Regions from separate parts of the Mus musculus genome. Here all the other regions are linked to region 3. Evidence: chromatin contacts called from public HiChIP or PLAC-seq data. All regions are on one chromosome and are shown on one strand. The core of a region is the stretch at or near the end of the contact, and the rest is flanking DNA. Distances in the headings are between cores, read along the strand shown.

Region 1 (2,911 bases), core at 227-2,726, 410 kb before region 3:
ATCATTAACACACTTGTGTACCACTTGACCCCTGGTCTTAATGCACACACACACACACACACACACACACACACACACATCCATGAACATATGCATACACATAAAAATAAACCCTTCCATCTCCTTATGCAGTTTTGTTTTCTACTACCTTCAAGTTTCTCCTTCATTTTTTATTTTACATGTATGGGTGTTTTGCCTGTCTCTGGTATATAGTTTATTAATCAAGGAAAAGGAGAGGCTGGGGAGATTGCTCAGTGGTTAGGACCCCTTGCTGCTCTTCCAGAGGCCCTAGAACTGTCTTCAACTCCAATTTCAGGGGATCTGACACCCTCGTCTGACCTTTGTGAGTAATAGGCATGAACATGGTTCATAGACATACATGTAGTCAAAACTCAGACACATAAAATAATAAGTAATGCATTATTAAAGAAATTGAATGTAAAAATTAATTATACACTAAAGAATGATTTAAAAACAGTTTTCTTTTCAAACATTTGGTGTGTATACTTTTACGTACTTATATACTCAAGGTTGAATAAAATTTTCTAGGATGAAAAAAAAGGTGGTGAACAGAAAAAATTTGAGGCATGCACATGGGGTGAGGGGTGGAGACAGGACCTTGCTATGCAGCCTTGGTTGGCCTGGAACTTGCTATACACACCAGGCTGGCCTCAAACTCACAGATACCCACCCGCTTCTGCCTCTGTAACCCTGGAGTTAATAGCTTGCACCACCACACCCATCTCAGTGAAAAGATTTTAAGCAGCCATATACAGAATGAAGTACTCAAGTATATAATTCCTGCACCGCCCCCACTGCCCATTCTGCCCAGCCTATGGCCAACAAAGACTAGCAGCCCCAATCCCGACTTGTTCTCTGGGTCTGTCTGTTCCTCCACAAATGTTCCAATATAGATACTTCCGTAGTTAACTTGTTGCAATCAGTCAGGAATACAAAGAAGCATGGTGGCACGAACACCTTTAAAGTCAGCAGTCCCGATGGGGGTGGGGGTTGTAAGCCGCATGCAAAAAAAAAAAAAAAAAAAAAAAAAAAAGGAAGGAAAGAAAGAAAAGGAAGGAAGGGAGGGAGGGAGGGAGGAAGAAAGGAAGGAAGGAAGGAAGGAAGGAAGGAAGGAAGGAAGGAAGGAAGGAAGGAAGGACAGCTTAGCCTCAGAGCCAAGCAGACGCCATCCAGCAAAGTCTAAAACTCAGCAGACTTGGTGTGGCTGAGCCACATTAGCGTATCTGCACCCAACAGAAAGTCCTCTCCTTTTTCCGTTGTTCCTGGGTGTGTGGACGAAGCACAGAATGCGATCTAAGCAAGAGTCAGTTCTTCCTTTTGGGGGCTGTCATTTGGGTTGATTCACCCTTTAAACACGGGTAACTTGGAAAATTTTCACTCCTAAGACTGAACTTTGAAAAGAATACTTTGGAGAGGCAAAAGAGAATTTAGATGGCTCGCTTCCACCCTCTGCTGGTCATGATATGGAACTTTAAAGAGAGAGACAATTTATGTGCAAACACAGGCTTTGGGGCTTATGTTGTCTCTGAGGTTACAGCAAACGCACAAGTTTATTCTCCCAAGTCGCCGAGCTCCTGCTGCTGCGGTGAGGGCTCCTCCAATTCCTCCTAGAAGCCCTCCCTTCCCAATATCTTTAAAAGGGTTTTTTTTTTTTTTGAGGGGGAGGATGTAGTTTTGGAGTTTTATTACATACCTTTATTTATTGTGTGTGCACGCATGTGTGTGAAAGAATGCCACACTGAATGTGTAAAGGTCAGAGGATTGGCAGGAATTGATTCTTTCTCCATCATGACCATACTAGGGATCAAACTCAGTTCATCTGGCTTTCAAGCAAGTGCCTTTACCCCTTGAGCTATCTTCCTGTTTGGTTGTGGTGCAGTTAATCAAATCCTGATTCTTGCCCATTTTTAAATAGTGTGTGTGTGTGTGTGTGTGTGTGTGTGTGTGTGTGTGTGTGCACGTGCGCTATAGTAGGAAAGCACTGTGTCATTACATGCCCAGCCTCTGCAGCATAGTTTTGCATATTAAATATCATACTAAGTGAGGTGGCTCATAACTGTAATCCCAGTAGTCCTGTGTTCCAGACGCTGAGGCAAGAAGATTTTGAACCTAAGCTACATGACAAGAAACTACCTCTTATAAAAGCAAAAATATCCAAGCAAACAGAAAAGGCAAATATTGTATGGTGATCCATTCTTCTAATCCCAGCACTCAGGAGGCTGAAGCAGGAGAATCACAAGTTCAAAACCACCGTGGGTCACAAACAGAGTTTGAGGCCAGTCTAAGCTTTATAGCAAGATCCTATCACAGAGGGCTGGGGAGTAGGACTGGGGGGGGGGGGGTGTAGGGGCTCAGCAGTTAAAAGCACTTGCTGCTCTTCTAGAGGGGACCTGAGTTTGATTCTCAGCACCCACAAGGCAGTTCACAACCATCTGCAACCCCAGTTCCAGGGGATCTGATGCCTTCTTTTAGCCCCTTTGGATACCAGGCACCAACATGGTGCCCTGATGAAATACTTTCTCTAAAATGCCAAATATAATGGACTGGACATTATAAGTATATATCATTACCTTATAATTTGCATAGTTGTCATAATTATATTTGTAGTGGTAATATTTTAATCTGCTCTAAACTCCCCAGCAGGTGCACATGCACTTCTTGCTACTGCCCCAATGTTATGGATTCATGAATGAAAGGCACACACACACACACACACACACACACACACACACACACATACACACACACACACACACACAGACAGCCTTTTATTTTAATATGCCTTAAACAATGGCTAAGCACTTCCAGAAACCTCCCCACAGCTAACACTCTGTCCCCTCTGATATTCCTGAATTATAACTTACTAAAACCTATATCCCACTTTGGCCAC
Region 2 (2,967 bases), core at 368-2,867, 450 kb after region 3:
TTCTCCATTCTTCTCAGTGAGTCTAGTCTCTAACAGGAAGGAGGAATCATGAGGAAGTCATGTCATCTTGTCATACTCAAGGCTCATGGAGGGCCTCCCCACACTGCTGGGAAATCAGAATTAGTCCCATTTGACAGATGAGAAAACTGAGACACAGGGGCTCCAATGACCCCACCTGAATGATGCAACTGAGAGCAACAGGGAAGGCCCTCTCCTCTCCTAGCTCCAGCCCTCACCTTGCATCAGTCATCATCCCAGGAGATCCCTGTCCTGGCCTGCTTCCCTCTGTTCATCCTGACCATGCCCCAGTCCAAGTCCTCACCCAGCCTGTTCTGGGTTGACACTCTCATATTAGACTCAGTAGGGCAGTGGGTCTCAACCTTCCTAATGCTGCGACCCTTCAATACAGTTCCTTGTGTTGTGGCAACTCCCAACCGTAAAATTATTTTCATTGCCACTTCATAAGCGTAAGTTTCCTACTGTTATAAATTGCCATGTAAATCTCTGTGTTTTCCCATGGTCGAAATCGACAGTCCGCCAAGGGGTCACAGCCCATGGGTTGAGAACCTTGACAAAAGAGGGACACAGCCAAAAATGATAAGCCTCTCCCACGCGTCAGTGAAAACCAGAGTAAACAGGGTTCCATCCTCGCCGGCCCAGGGCTTACTGGAGATGCATCTGCACACGCAGCAGCCTGCTCCCAGCACAGCTGTTCCCTGAACTGCGGCAGGGATTTGCCTGGCATGGGAGGCACAAGTGTGGGCCAGGCAGCACCTTGCCTTTACACCTGAACTCAGTCATCACCCCAGGAGATCCCTGGCCTGGCCTGCTTCCCTCTGTCCATCCTGACCATGCCCCGGTCCAAGTTCTCACCCAGCCTGTTCTTCTGGGTCTTTTAAGCCACTCAGGGACTGAGTGAGGAGTCTGGCCCAGGTCATAGACGCTCCTGTTTACATGTGACCTGAGAGGAAGTAAGCAGACTGTCCCAGCAGTGTCCTGGGACAGCCCAGGGTACACTTGTCCTGCTAGGAAGTAAACAGCCTGTTCCCTGGCAGGGTAATCCTGTGGCCTACCTACCTGCCTCTACAAAGGAGGGGATTTTTTGAGGAGTTCCTATCCACATCCCCAAATGGCTTCTATGGCTATTATGGGTTCTGTGAGTTGAGCCCAGCACGGAAGACTGCCCTGGGCATCCTTGCGAACATGTGTCTCTTGTATGTATTTTGCATGCTGGGGAGGTGCACCATGCCTTAGCATCCACCAGTGCATGTGTCTGTAGCCTGGAGCCCGGAATGGGTGATCTTTTCCACTGAGTGTCTCTACACACATTTGTGTGTCTGTGTGTGTCTGCACGAGAGTGGAATGCAGCCCCTCATGGGCTGGCACCCAGTCTGCGAGCCTAAGTGAGGCAAAGGCTCCGAGTGGCCCTGCGCGTCTCCCGCGTGTGTGAGCGCGCCGTGTGAGCGCGAGGAAGTGGTTGCTCTCCTGGCTCGCTCGCTCCCTCGCTCTCTCCGTGCCCGCCAGCCCGCCCGCCCGCGCGCGCAGCCCGCACACTCACCGCTTGGTTGCTGCCGGGTGACGCGGGCTGGGCCCGCCCCCTGCTGCCGGCCCCGCACTCACTCGCACCGGCCGCCGCCGAGCAGGCAGCAGCCGCGTCAGGGCCGTCCGGGGGCCACGCTGGCGATGACCGCAGCCCCCGCAGCGCCCCGCGGGACCCGCTGACTTGCCCCCGGGCCGGGGTCACACCGGGCCGGGCCGGGCCGCGCGCCGCGGCGCTGCCTGCATGACCCTCCGGCGGCGCGGGGAGAAGGCGACCATCAGCATCCAGGAGCATATGGCCATCGACGTGTGTCCCGGCCCCATTCGGCCTATCAAGCAGATCTCCGATTATTTTCCCCGCTTCCCGCGGGGCCTCCCCCCTACCGCCGCGCCCCGCGCCCCCGCGCCCCCGGACGCCCCCGCGCGCTCTCCCGCAGCCAGCGCCAGCCCCCGCAGCCCCTCCGACGGCGCCCGCGACGACGACGAAGATGTGGACCAGCTCTTCGGAGCCTACGGAGCCAGCCCAGGCCCCAGCCCCGGCCCCAGCCCCGCGAGGCCGCCCGCCAAGCCCCCCGAGGACGAGCCGGACGTCGACGGCTACGAGTCAGACGACTGCAGTAAGTTTCCCAGTCGCCGGCCGCTCGCCCCCTCCCCGCACCCGGGTCCCCGCAGGGCAAGCGCCGCCGCCGCCCGGAACAACCGCACGGGAGAGCTGGGAAGTTTGGGGGCGTCCTCTGGGGCGCCCCGTTTCCAGGCCTCCGCTCCCCGAGGCGCGCCCCGCACCCCTTCTCGGCCCGCGCGCCAGGAGCTCCTGCGCGGGCGGCGGCTTTTGTTCCCGGGAAGGGCGGAGCTGCGCCCCGGAGAGACACCAGTTGCTGCGGGCCGCGCGGTTGCGCCAGGCCCCAGAGCCCTGTGCGGGCTGTCCCGGGGTGTCCACCCGGAGAGCTGGGGACCCTGCGGTAGCTGGGGCGGGCCCGGCGGCCCGCACCGCGCCACGGCTCTGCTGGTGCGCGGGCCGAGAACCAGGACCGCGGGGCCGCTTGTCCTTTGGAAAAACCTTGGCGGTTCCTCCTCCCGCATCTGCGGACCCCGCCGGCCCTGGCCGTGGACCTTCGCCCACCTGTTACGCCGGCTTCCCCGGTCAGGAGGGTCCCCAGCCGCGCCCCCTCCTCTCGGACTCAGCCCCAGGGAGACAACAGACACCAGGGTCTCCCGAGCCAGGCCAGGACCTCTCCTGGTGGCTTGTGTGGTCCCTGAGGATGCCTAACCCTGCCCACCAGGGACCATCCAGGAAGCCAAGGAGGGAAGAAGTCACATCACCTGTCCCGTGAATTTGCTGAGGGCTGTGGCTGCGGCTGGGGTGACTACATGGAAGGGCCCCAGCCCAGCTGTCACCCTGTTTCACTTAGAAAAAAAAAAAAAAACAAA
Region 3 (2,910 bases), core at 28-2,527:
CTTCCAAATTCTGGAATTTTAAAGGCTTGCATTACTCCTGGCTCATAAAATGTTTTTAACATTCCATAAAACAAACAAACAAACAACAACTGGGCTTTTTTTTTTTTTTTCATGCCTCCTCAGCAGGAAGGAGGTGCAAACAGGAATGTCAGGGGTCGAAGCTATCCATAGCTACATACAGAATGTGAAGCCTGCCTGAACTACAATTGTCAAAAACAAGCAAAAGCCCCACAATTAAGTATGAATGAGAAATTGGTTCAGTTGCCAGTAAAATACCATCAAAACATAGAGGCCTGAGAAGTCCTATTTCTTTTTAGACGTTAGTCAATAAAAATTTAAACTTGATTTAAATAAAATTCGTTACCTTAAGACAAGTATGAACAAGAAAGTCTAGGATACTACACTTGTATGAAATAGAAATCCCAGATATTGGCACACTGTATATCACTGACCCATTATTCCTTGTGGCGTTACTAGGTCTGACCAATCCTTGATGTCCTCAAATTTCACCTTAATGAGGCTGACGTCTTTCAGCTTGTCTACCGGCAACTCCTTGACGTACTCCAGACGGCTAAAAAAGAACGCTTTGGGCACAGCTCCAGCCTTGAGAGCATCTGCAATCAGCCTGCGACCTTCCAGTAGGATCTTCCCTTGCTTTTCCCGAAAAGGCCTGGACTTAACTATTGTCATCACACTGCTGTGGGTGCAAACAGAGAGGGGATGATTATCAACGCTCTTGGCATGGAGGGATACATGAAGTTCTAACAGACACGCACAAGCCTCAAAAGACGACATTTATTTTGCACCGTCGAAACAGTAAGAGCCAGAAGCTTCACAGTGAAGCAAGAAAAGAAACGGGAGCAGATGACAAGTCTCAAAAACATATCACCTTAGCCTCCTGTCCCCGGGAAAGGCCTTATCGTAGCGAAGCCCTGCCTCTTCCCAGGTGTGAGGGGTCTGGGATGGGGATGTCTCAAGAGGCTGTTTCTGTCGCTGTCCCTGGGAACTGGCCTTAGGGACCGCCTTGCGAGGCTGCTGGTCAGGAGCGCGCTTCCGTTCCTCCACCTGTCCCGAGGGAGACAACACTCTCACCGGGCTACGCCGCAGCGCCCGGACCCAGCGCCGAGCGTTGAGGTCCCGAGTCTGGACCACCCGCAGCAATGATCCCAGGGAGCACCACATGCCCTTCGCCGGCGCTGCCATCTTTCCCCTGGCGCGCGCTACCTCACCCGAGCGCGCGGTCGAGTGTTAGTGACGTCACCCGACGATCCTTCCCGGTTTGGTGGGCGGGGTGTCCCTCTGCCTGGAACTCGGTTTTCGTGTTGGGAGCCATGGCCACTCGTCGAGCTCTGCACTTCGTTTTCAAAGTGAAGAACCGCTTCCAGACAGTGCATTTCTTTCGAGATGTCCTGGGGATGCAGGTGCAGACCGGGACCGAGCGGGGCTAGCGCGAGACCCCGATGGGCGGCCGGGCCGCACCAGGGGAGGGAAGACGCCGTGGGCGCGCGGCCACCCCAGCCGCCAGGCCCTAGACTCCGCGTTGCCACGCCGGTGTTTTCAGCTTTTGCGAGCCCCCCTCTTTCGGGTTGGGAAGCCTTTGAAAGGGGACTCACCTACCAGCTGTGTTGTCTACGCACGTTCACCTACAGCCCTTCTCAAATATTTTTTACACTCCTGGCTTGGGGAGCCTGCTGTCTATAGTGAAGGAGCGTTGATAGGCAAAACGTTATTTTAAAAAGCCCCTTCCAGTTCACGACAGAGCGGTCTCCTGGTTTGAAAGGTTTGGGTGTGATCAGCAAATTTCGGCTTCCATCAGAGCTGCGGATTTGAAATTTAGGCTCTGGGAGGGGGACCCATGGCTTTGCGCATGCTAAACAAGCACTCCGCCATCGGATTCCGCGAACAAGCCCTGTCCGAGCAAGTTTGAACGGTCTCTTTCGTAGGTGCTCATGATCTGTGGCTCTGTTCTAAACAGCCCAGATGTAAGTATGAGGTCAGAATCAAGTCGCCTTCCTAGTACCTGGAAACAGTCTGAGAAGCTGTGATTCTAAGGGGGTCACTTAGCTGAAAGTGTAGCGGAAAGGTTTATTGAGCTCTTTGGTAAGCCAGGGAGGTAGGAGCACACCAGTGCAGAATTTATTTATTTATTTTTAACAGACTTGTAGCAGTCCAAGTCTAGCTGGGTGTAGAGATGGTACAGGAGGTAAGGACTGTAAAGGAAGTTGCACAAATCAGTCAACACAGGTTAGTCATAAAAATATCTGCTGTGTAGGGGCTGGAGACATGGCTCAACTTTTAAGAATGATTGCTCTTCTTCCAGAGGGTGTAAGATGGGTTCCAGGTGTTGGATGGCTCACAACCATCTGTAACTACAACTCCCAGGGAATCTGACCTGTGGCAGGCAGGCAGATAGACACACACACACACACACACACACACTCCTGGTGTTTGAAGGTACCATGGTAAGGTTAGGTATAGACTAAATGACTCTGGCATTTGTTCCCAATTAGAGCACATGATGTAGGAAATATTAGATTTATACCTACCAGTCAGAGTTTAGTGATACTACATGTCATTATTCTATTTCTTCATTGATCAAAAGATTGTTGTTAAGATTAAACATGTTACCTTTTAGGTGGTAACTGACTCACAGGTAGTTTGTGTTCTGTAAAGTAATAGCTACTTTTATGTTAAAAATGCAAAAGGAGAGATTTACCAACCTAGGCTCTCAGGAAATAATTCATGAGAACCTTGCATAAATTGACCCTGAAAAGGAACATTTCCACGTACCAGGGTTAGAGGGGAAAGTTATTCAAGAAGGCCTGGATAGGTGATGTGGAGATATTTGGAAAATGACACTGATTTTATGTGCATTTGGCTAGGTGAAGAGATTGGGGTGTGAGAAGGTAC

Evidence for each region. HiChIP or PLAC-seq counts read pairs in DNA pulled down with a chosen protein or histone mark.
Region 1: an H3K4me3 HiChIP or PLAC-seq map of bone marrow-derived macrophages shows a contact between it and region 3, with 6 times the contacts expected there. The contact joins the enhancer-like site here to the promoter of Glod4 in region 3. A contact is called at or near these places in 1 of 39 promoter capture datasets (neural stem cells), 9 of 484 Hi-C or Micro-C datasets (B cells, cerebellum, cerebral cortex and 3 more), 6 of 115 datasets of contacts at active chromatin or transcription factors (bone marrow-derived macrophages, embryonic stem cells, large pre-B cells and 2 more) and 3 of 9 other capture datasets (adipose tissue, embryonic stem cells and pancreatic islet).
Region 2: a contact with region 3 is called in an H3K4me3 HiChIP or PLAC-seq map of craniofacial prominence, with 4 times the contacts expected there. The contact joins the promoter of Doc2b here to the promoter of Glod4 in region 3. A contact is called at or near these places in 9 of 39 promoter capture datasets (the 3T3-L1 cell line, the C10 cell line, cranial neural crest and 6 more), 1 of 15 datasets of contacts at CTCF or cohesin (pro-B cells), 8 of 484 Hi-C or Micro-C datasets (the C2C12 cell line, the G1E-ER4 cell line, the P5424 cell line and 4 more), 12 of 115 datasets of contacts at active chromatin or transcription factors (the 230-238 cell line, bone marrow-derived macrophages, craniofacial prominence and 8 more) and 2 of 9 other capture datasets (embryonic stem cells and liver).

Annotation. Positions count from the first base shown.
Region 1 is chr11:76,653,801-76,656,711 of GRCm38.p6, reverse strand. All of the region lies in intron 1 of Gm46288 (a long non-coding RNA gene), which reads right to left. Among named protein-coding and RNA genes, the nearest start is that of Bhlha9, 17 kb to the left of the region's middle. Within about 2 kb of position 1,476, at least 4 of the 459 cell types and tissues checked have an H3K27ac peak or open chromatin away from gene starts, as enhancers often do. A contact at or near this core is called in bone marrow-derived macrophages, where this site is marked.
Region 2 is chr11:75,794,710-75,797,676 of GRCm38.p6, reverse strand. It overlaps Doc2b (double C2, beta), which reads left to right and starts at 1,617. Exons shown (of 9, transcript NM_007873.3): 1 at 1,617-2,156. The coding sequence starts at 1,784. Gm12339 (predicted gene 12339) reads right to left here and starts at 1,868. Exons shown (of 4, transcript NR_136933.1): 1 at 1,559-1,868.
Region 3 is chr11:76,242,066-76,244,975 of GRCm38.p6, reverse strand. It overlaps Glod4 (glyoxalase domain containing 4), which reads left to right and starts at 1,277. Exons shown (of 9, transcript NM_026029.3): 1 at 1,277-1,421. The coding sequence starts at 1,332. It overlaps Mrm3 (mitochondrial rRNA methyltransferase 3), which reads right to left and starts at 1,240. Exons shown (of 4, transcript NM_183263.5): 1 at 890-1,240; 2 at 453-697. The coding sequence starts at 1,203.